Linked DNA regions of Mus musculus: region 1 is linked to region 2. Evidence: chromatin contacts called from public HiChIP or PLAC-seq data. All regions are on one chromosome and are shown on one strand. The core of a region is the stretch at or near the end of the contact, and the rest is flanking DNA. Distances in the headings are between cores, read along the strand shown. Region 1 has its middle 33 kb from the start of Gm34745. Region 2 has its middle 31 kb from the start of Gm34523.

Evidence for each region. HiChIP or PLAC-seq counts read pairs in DNA pulled down with a chosen protein or histone mark.
Region 1: a contact with region 2 is called in an H3K4me3 HiChIP or PLAC-seq map of embryonic forebrain, with 7 times the contacts expected there. The contact joins two enhancer-like sites. A contact is called at or near these places in 3 of 484 Hi-C or Micro-C datasets (cerebral cortex, cortical neurons and neural progenitor cells) and 3 of 115 datasets of contacts at active chromatin or transcription factors (astrocytes, embryonic basal ganglia and embryonic forebrain).

The regions. Positions count from the first base shown.
Region 1 is chr12:51,187,794-51,192,905 of GRCm38.p6, forward strand. No RefSeq gene overlaps it. Among named protein-coding and RNA genes, the nearest start is that of Gm34745, 33 kb to the left of the region's middle. Within about 2 kb of position 3,143, at least 6 of the 459 cell types and tissues checked have an H3K27ac peak or open chromatin away from gene starts, as enhancers often do. A contact at or near this core is called in cortical neurons, embryonic basal ganglia and embryonic forebrain, where this site is marked.
Region 2 is chr12:50,188,948-50,193,550 of GRCm38.p6, forward strand. No RefSeq gene overlaps it. Among named protein-coding and RNA genes, the nearest start is that of Gm34523, 31 kb to the right of the region's middle. Within about 2 kb of position 2,969, at least 12 of the 459 cell types and tissues checked have an H3K27ac peak or open chromatin away from gene starts, as enhancers often do. A contact at or near this core is called in cortical neurons, embryonic basal ganglia and embryonic forebrain, where this site is marked.

The DNA of each region.
Region 1 (5,112 bases), core at 1,893-4,392, 1.0 Mb after region 2:
AGCCAATCAGAAAAAAAGACCGGTTTTGAACCTACCCAGTAAATAGGTTCAAACGTTTAAAGACATGGCTCTCAGTTGCCCTTTGCTAAAGAGATGCCTTCTTCAGTTCCTCGAGAAGAGGTTATTGGTTTTGCTTCCTGAAGCACCAAATGAATTTTAAACTGCTTTGTAATAATTAACATGTTCCAGAAAGAATCCCAGTGCTATGTTTTGATTCATTATCCCAAGAGCTACAGATGCTGTGGCGGAAGCTGCGTTCAGCTCAAGGAAAACACTTCTCAGGAAGGAGTTTTGGGGTGCTGGCCTCTGTTTTTGCTATATATTATGTAAAAAAAAGTGCTTGGAATCAACTGGAAATAATCCTACATTTAAACAAGACTCTCGTGTCAATTTTCCCCTCCCAATCATATTAAGAAGTCAGTAAAATATGAATTACATAAAACCAAGGGATTCATGTAGCCCTCACCTGTTACATAAGAAGCAGAACATTATGTAATGTGCCTTTTCTTACTAATTCTTCAAATTCTGAATGCTTTGTGTGACACCAAAGAACACTGAATAATGGTGTTTAAATATTTTTAACTGTTTGAATATGCACAGGGCATCTACACTAATATTGCAAGTAGTTTGGTGACATCTAGTGGCAATAAATGGTGACTTGCAGCCAGAAATGTTCAGATACCACAGCAAAGGAGGCTGCTGGAACCATGAGAATATAGGCAAGCAAAGAAGAGATTTCTTGCCTTCTTGAAAAATTACTTCACACTTATGGCAACTACTATAAAAATGTTGATTGTATAATGCAGAATCTTCATAAAGCATTTAGAATGAACACACATGCACACACACACACATACGAAAACTGTAACACTTCCACCTACAAGAAACGACCATTCATATTAAACATTTTCTCTTCCTCACTTTGTATGTTTTGATGATCTTTCCCACTAAGTATGGAAATTCCCAGTATATAACCTTATAGCCTGGTTTGTAACCATACAGCTGTTTTTGCATGCCGCTTGTGTAACAATGAGAGCTCTGAGAGGACTTGCACTTCACGGCTGGATGCCATACATCGACACGTCCATGGCTTCTGTGTGACAACCCAGGACGGAGCAAGAGCACAGTTGCAGAGAGGGTCTTTCACTGCAGCAGTTTTTAAAGTACTACGTTGTTCAGACACATGACAAATGTGTGCTTTGCATTTATTGCTGTGTTAGTGGAGCCTAAAGACATGAGAAATGATGGGCCTAGACCTTACCACAGACTCAAGCATTCTAAGAAGGAAGAAGGAAGTGTATTTTAAATCACAGAGCTATGAGCAGTGTAAAGCATCTTACACTGGGTGTAGTTAGAATTTCTAGTAAAAGGAGGAGCAGTCGATCCTTAAATGAGAGATAACAGCTGGGTGGGAGTTGAGAGTAAGCAAGAACCAAAGGTACGCTGGGCATGGTGGTGCACACCTTTAATCCCAGCACCCGGAAGGCAGAGGCAGGCGGATTTCTGAGTTCGAGGCCAGCCTGGTCTACAAAGTGAGTTCCAAGACAGCCAGGGCTACACAGAGAAACCCTGTCTCGAAACAGACAAAAAAAAAAAAAAAAAACCACGAAGGTACTTTGCTAGAAGCAAGCCTGAGCAAAGTCAAGAATGGACTGGCATGATGTGGGCTGGTATCCCCCAGGGAAAGCCACAGCAATGGCCCATGTGACTGGAAGAGGAACAGAAGTAGATGGTGGAGGCTTACCAGCATAGTTAGAATATGCACTGAACATTCCTTTTTAAGGACTGCAACGTGATTACGTTAGCATCCTATAAAGTCGTGCTGAGGAAGTATAGCGCACAAATAACAGAGACCAGCTAGTGGGCTGCCACAGCATTCAAAGAATGAGGATGAGGCCCGAACCCCTAAATACTAAAGTTAGACAGAAAGCCGGAGATCCACAAGCTAAGAGAAGACAGACTAAAAGACTCAAATGTGCTGGTCAGCAGAAAGGGCGTGCCAAGGGGCATGTGGGCCTAGGCTGACTATGACTAGAGGGAAATCAGACAATGATTAACTTTGGAGAAATGTATATGAATTTTAAACTGCACACTGACAATGTGGTTCAATGTTAACCCAGCTTTAGTGCTCTTATTAACATATAAATGTGTGTGTGTATGTGTGTGTGTGTGTGTGTGTGTGTGTGTGTGTGTGTGTGTGTATACATGCATACATATATGGTCAAGTTATTAGGGACTTTCTTTAGCAGATGGGTCAAAATTAGTACATCTTCACCACCCCAATGCCAAAGAATGCTGGTACTGTGGGTAGGATGGTTAACATCTCTAATTGGCCCCTGTACAATACCAGGACTTAGGGGGTAAAAGGAGTGCTCAAAGGGTTAGAGACATAATCAAAGAGACTCAAAGGAAAACTAATTTTAGCTGTCACTGAGGTTTGTCTGTATCGTGTCATTAAGAAGACTAAATGACCTGCTGAACTGTGATACTGAGAATGCATTGCTACTGTGGAGAACGGCAAGATGATAGACTCAAGCTGTCTGATGACTCTGTGCCTGTGCCTACATACATACAAAGTGCAGGGGAGAGCTTAGAGGGGCCTGGATCCCCTGAGCAGTGATCCTATGTGCTGTCAGCATCAGCATGCACCGCCCTTGGCATGTGCTACAGCTGCCACTGACAGCGAGCTCAGCTAGGGATGACTGCTTTACAGACATTATTATCTCATTGGAATTCTCCCGAAAAGTCTCTGAGTTTGACCCTTTGATGCTTATGCAAGTTTACATCATTTACCCAGAGCCACTCAACCCATCGGCAGAGAAGCTTAGATTCAAACCGTGCTCTCCAACTCTAAACCTCTTTCTCTCACCATGGCCCTCCCTCACTTTGGCTCTGTTCATTTTTTTTTAACATACCAGGTTCTGTTTTGTTGTTGTTTAATACTTTGCAATGAACCGTGCATGCCTCTAGCTAAGTTATTAATATCAACATAGCTTTTTCTTCATTCTTCAGGCTTGTGGTTCCACAATTGACTTTGTAGTATCTCTTGTTTTGCTTCAGAGCAGATAGAGCTGGTATGTGAGAGACAGGTGGCAGCCAGTTGCTATGGCAATTGCCTGTCATTAATGATAAAGGGTAATTACTGCAGCAAATTTCTGTTTAGCTTGAAAATCTGACTTGCCCCCTCCCCACAGGGGGCACAACCCTTTATCCCCTCTCTACTCACAATGGTCTATCATGTGCCTGGACCACTTAGCATCTCTGCTAAGAGCTAGTGAAGCCTGACTTCTTAAAAACAGAAGAAAGACTAGATGAGTCACGTCTGAAAACAGCTCAGAAAGATTCACATTTCCCACATTTATTGACTGTCTAAACGTGCTTTCCCTTAATTAAAATTTGCCAAAAATACTACAACCCCACACCTTACCCATCCATAGACCAAGTTCAATGATTTTTTGAATGACAACAAGGCTTAATTACTAGACGGTCACAATATAAGAACAAATGACGTTTTCTAACTGACTTACAGAGCTATATTTAATGTTATATCATATATTTAGTGTTATAAGTTTTCCCCAACTCAGCTAGCAGCCCTTCACATTTAGTGTGCCAGAGGCACTGTGAGTGGAGGCTTTCTGTAGGAGTTCAAAATGGGAAAATTTTACCCATGTTAGGTTAGAGACTATGATAAATAAATATTGTCAGAAAATAAATGGCAAAATGAAAACCCAGAAACTGCAAAACAGAATAAAATTAAACACCTGTGTTGTTCCTCGTCTCCTTCCACCCCTGGCATCCAAATATGTCTCCTTCAGCTTCTTCTCAACCATAGTTCATAATCACTTTGCATGCCAGTGAGGAATCCCCAGGCCCTGTTCTCACAAACAAGTAATGGCAGTCCTATTACATAATTATCTTTTTCTTTTTCAAGTCCTCTCTTACATTTGATATCCAAGATATGGAGAAATGGGTGAGATTTGAATCAGAGATAATGTACTGTTCTAAGAACATAGAGTGTGTGCTTTTCCTGGAGACCAGTGTGTCAACACATCTAAAATTCTATTCCCTGAGCTGGGCTTGCTAATCAAGGCTGTGTGTTGCTCTAAGTTTTTGCACGTGGCCATGGAGTACTAAAATGGAGGACATTTAAGAGACTTGGGGTTGTGTAACAAATGTGGGAAGGGGAAAGATATGGTTGTATGGTTCACACCCAGAGCCTGGAGTGTAAAGAGAACGCTTGTCACCTAGGAGCAAGGAAGCATTCGATTTTTTATCAAGGCGGGATAATGCTTTTTCGTCTTGAGAATCTTAAAGCAACAAAGAAAATGAGGGAGTGTGTGCAGAAAGTTGTAGCCAACTCTCTCTTGAGTTTCTGTTCTATGGGCTGGCATATTAGGAGCAAGAAGTCTGAAGAAGAGAGAAAATTGGAAAGAGAATGAATGGGGAAAGAAATGACAAGGACTTCGAGGTCTACAGACACAGCATTGCTACTGGATGTCACTAGACTCAAAAGTCAATGAGCTAGTCTCTTTTGCGGAGGGAAGCTCTGCCTGTTTTAGTCCCTGGTACATTTCAAGCCTCTGCAAGTGTGTTTGGAACATGGTAAACTTTAAGTCAATATTTGCTCAACATGTGAGTCACATCATTTTAAAGTTTTCTGCCACCTTAATACAAAATCTCATCGTCTTTGTTTAAATGTCTATAACCATAAAGGCTACCTGGGCCATAAATTACCACATAGATGGTAGCTGTACCAGTCAGGGCAAGCAAGACCAAACAAAACCAGATGAAATTTTAATATACAGCCATGGATTCCTTGCTTGTTTTAAAACTTGGCTGCAAATTCACTTCTGCAACTTGCTATTAACTAACATGGAGGGGAAAGATAGATCTTATTTGTAGGCTTGCTTTTAATAGGGGTAATGGATTCAAAAGATTTAAGAAAAAGAAAAAGCTGGTGGAAAGATAAGAGTGCAGATCAGACACAAAGATTCCGAGGATCCAGAAGAAAGGAGGCTCAGTGTTCCTTCCTTTTACGTCTGCTGTTCCTTTCCTCTTGTATCTTACTTCAGGCTGGCTTTGTCATGGAGGAAAGGCAAATGTCTGTATTGC
Region 2 (4,603 bases), core at 1,719-4,218:
ATAGAAACAGATTCTCTTCTAAGAGTGCCTACTATGTGCTCGTACATAGTACATTTCCAATAAAGTAAAAATCCTGCAAATCCTATTTTGTCATCATTGTATGAGTGAGCCTTGGGCATTGTCTCAGGATTCAAAGCATTAAAAACATAATCCTTTTGGGGTTTCTTGCACCTTTGGTGTTTCATGTTTGTTTCTCTATTTCCCCTTTAACTCAATGAGTAGACATTTCAGGGGACAAGGCAAATATCTTAAATATATATGATCAAATGTAGTAAAATATGCTGACTTCACCTTTACAAGTTAATGAGTTATGTCAACTGAAAAAAAAACTTATTTTTAAGTGAATTTTCTGAATTTACCAGTCTAAATAACTGAAAATTAATCAAACCATATTTAACATATCAGGCTACTTGAACCATCCACAAGTAAACTATTATGATCCTAGCAAAAGTGAAACATTTTAAAAAGATGTTAGCAAACACAAAAGTGAAGCATTGTGAATGAATTCAAAAGAAAGATCTCCTATGAAAAATAGATCCTTTGTGTATATTTAAATTTAAAAAGGATTGCATATAACTTTACAGGTTTTCTCTTGCTTACTATTTTTCTTTATCCATATCTTGACTGAGGCACTCATTGCCTCTCTACCTTAGACACAATATTTAAAAGCCTTTGACAGAACTGAAGCTGTGAAATGCTTTCCCAGAGTGATGCTGTTGATTTTGACAACAAAATAATGATTTGGTCATCATGTATTATTTGAATGTGTGTTTAGATTTCCAGACAGAATGATTCTTACAGAAAAATAAATAAATAACAGAGGAATTCGCTTTTACACCTTACGGTATCTCTATCTCTTGTGTAGTATTGTTTACCTTACCATAGATTTTTAAATGGAGATGCCTCGACTTAATTTTATGCATTTCAATATATGTTCACCTAGATAACCTATTTGAGTTTTGTTGTTGTTGTGTGTTTGAATTTTCTTGAACAGTTAAATCTGGTAGTAACATTTTCTGGTTCCAGCAGGTGAGTGAACTAATTTAAGCTAATTTATGGGTTAAAACACTGACATATGGGAAAGCCACTTTTTCTTCAATGTGAATTCAACAAAGGCCTCACCACATCCTGCACAGAATGTATTTAAGACAAATACAACATTTAATGTTAGTTTTCAATTGAGACCAAAATACATAATACATACTATAGTTAGAAATGTTAAAATGAGGTCTTCTTTGTGTTCTTGGATCCTAACATGTGGAGAGAATGGGAGTTTGTTTTAATACTTAAACAGCCTTAATAGGAGCCCTAGTCTGACTTGGATTTCACAGAGCTGTTTACAGGAGAGGAAAGTGTGCACTACATTTTAATTATTGCAGAAACTAGGGTCATCTCGGCAAACATTTAATGTTACACTTATGCCTCTTTTTCATTTAACTGTGACCTTTATTTATATTTGGAAACCATATTGCTGAGGAGTAAATCATAAAATGTGAGACTATACTTTAGGTCATTTCTTAATCAGTTTTTTGTTTCCAAAAGCGTAGTCTGAAGGGAACAGAATATTGGCACACTGAAAGGTATTGTGCAGGAAATCTTTAAATGATAGAACTGATAACACTGGATCAGGTTCCAAAATAATATTTAAATAATTGACACTTTAGATAGTAAATAAATTTAAATTATCAGATATTTGGAGTGAAAATCTCCTAAAGGTTTATATTGGCAATAATAAAAGACAAGCATACATGAAAGCAAATTTACATGCATAATATGTTTCTTATATCTATTTTGTATAACTAAAATAAATAGCAAATGATTTCAGAGGTAAATAAGCATCTTTATGCTTATTTAGTAAAAGGAACAAGTTTAAGCACTAAGTAGCATTTTGCATACATACCATAAAATACAAAATAGCACGTGCTTTCTGTTTACGTTGGTTACCAATCTTGATGTTCAAGGGAAGAGTGTGTAAAGTTAACAAGCAATTATTATTTGGCAAATTAGTACTCAACCACCATAAGTAAATAGGAAGCTTGAAACCTATCTGTTATACAGCTTCTTTAATTTGCATAGCACACTGGTGTGTTTGCTTTGCAAATACTTTGCAATGAATCATCATTTGTACTATACAGTCCAAAGAAAAGCAATCAAAATTCACAGCAAGACAATGAAATTAATTATAACTGTTGAATTCTGTGGTGGTAATTCCTCCTCATGCAGGAAGATTAATTGCATTGCACTTTCCTTGCACTCCACTAAATGATCTGATGAATGTATAATCATTTACAGATTTCTCAAATGCTGAAAATTGATTACCTTTGATTAGCTCTGATCTGCACAAAGAGCTCTGACAGAGTATCAGTGAAACATTACAACATTACAGACAAAGTAACAAATGATTTAATTACCAGTGTGCTTATTAATGTTAGATTCCCTGCAGTGATCCTGGCAAATCAGAGGCCTGTAATAGACCTGTGGGTTTCACTGAATTCCATTAGGGTTTAAATAATATTTCTCACTATTTCTCAAATCTTTCTTTTCATGGCTCCTTAATAACTCTAATTAATTTTAATTTGCACAAAAAAATCCACAGCATCTTTAGAAACTTTTAATTAGCTATAAAATAAAACTCTTCTCCTCCCAGGAAGACATATATGATCATCTTTGGAGTAGCCTCCCCAGTAAGTTCTCATTAATAGAAGTTAGCTCTCTGTGATAGTACCACATGTAATTCTCCAGCAAATGTTCAATTGTGCATGTGGCACAACTCTCGTCTTCTAGCTGCAAACAAAACAAGGTTTGTTTTATAAGACCAAAGTTAAGGAACAGTATGGTAAAATGTTTGCACGGAGTGTGGTAAGCACCGTCAGGGCACTTGTATTCTATCATTTGGTGACAATGCATGGCTTGCAACCATTCTGAGGACTATATAGCACAGGAGACGAACTGATTAAGAAACCCCAAGTGTATGCTGAAAGGAATAGAGTATGCAAGAGAACACTGGCCTAGTTAGACACAGAATGTAATGAATAATGTTGGCACAAACAAATCAAGCCCATCTAAACGAATATGAGAGAACATTCAGATCATTTTGGATTGGCAGCTTCTAGGGCTTTCCCCAATTTGATGCCATTATATATGACATTAGATTATTGTGAGGCAGTGACAATAAAAGCCCAGATGATCAGAGGAGTCAAACAGAGCAGCTTAAATTAAAATATGTGTCTACAAGTGTTTCCAGGCAAAGATAAATTAGAGGCTAGGCAATTAAAAGGTTGTTTAGAACAGAAATGCTGATATACAGACAACTTTACAATAATATTTCTTCACAGTGGCTTTGCAGTTCTGCAGCGATGAGGCAAAGGCGCAGGTGTTTCTGGGTGGCATTTCAAAGCCACTAGCTGAAAAACTTAAGATGTGGGACGCACAGCCCCTCATGCTGATGAATATGTTCATTATGCTCAGCGCTGTCAGCAGCAAAGCTATCCATCACAGTGCAACAGCAGAGAGTCGGGAGTCTCTTTTTGTGGAGAAATATTGAAGTCAGATTGTTGATGTCAGAAGTCAAAGTAGAGTTCAGCTATCTGTTTTATGAATCTGCCTGAGACACATTGTGCCTGTGCGCAAACTGATATCTAGCAGAGCTCATTTCAGTAAACGTGTGATTTAGAAGTCAGAAAAACATTCGTACAAACGAACTCAGAGCAGGCAGAGGCTGTGGCACGCATACATAGTTTTTACATTTTAATATGACACCGTTTGGTACTGTTTATCATCTGAAATCCAAACCATATCAACTCTCTAGCTACGCTATTTAAGATCTGTGTACTCTGAAAAAAAAAAAAAATACTCACACAATGAGAAACTATATGAAAGCCCTGCCTCCGCTACACAGGGAATGGCCTTGTTGGACTTGGCTCTGCTTTTATTTTCTTCTTCAAAATGAACCACAAATAATTGGTGAGTTCACTTGACTTTCAGTACAAAAATAGACCCTCTATGGGGTAAAAAATTCAATGAGTATTTACTGGTCCTACACTGAAGCACTTTGAGAAACCGTACTTGGAAGCATGCATCAGATAGCAGAACTGGTCCTCTCTCCTCCCTCTCTCCCTCTCTCCTCCCTCTCTCCCTCTCTCCCTCTCTCCCTCTCTCCTCCCTCTCTCCCTCCTCTCTCCCTCTCTTCTCTCCCTCTCTCCAACTCTCCCTCTCAATATTACTCACTGTATCTGATTATATACCATATGTGTAACCTTCATGCTAGACCTTCCTTGCTGAAGTCTTGGTAAACAGGAACACTCAGGACAAAAAAGAACAGATTCTCTACTCTCAGTTAGCTCTTTTGGACCTAATTTCATTCTTGGCTCACCTTAATTCAGAAGAGAGTCACCTTCTTTCTTTTTCAGTAGACTCTGTTTTCATTCATTTGTGATAAAAATGAATGAAATGAAGCTTGTTTGGTTAGTAGATCTAGTCCTTTTTAATAATAGAACTTTTAAAACTGTTTTCAGGGTAGATGGTACAGCATGGAAACTTGTTTTATTTAAATAAATCTTGAGGATCAAAGTGCAGATTGGAAGTGTATTTCTATAATAAGCGA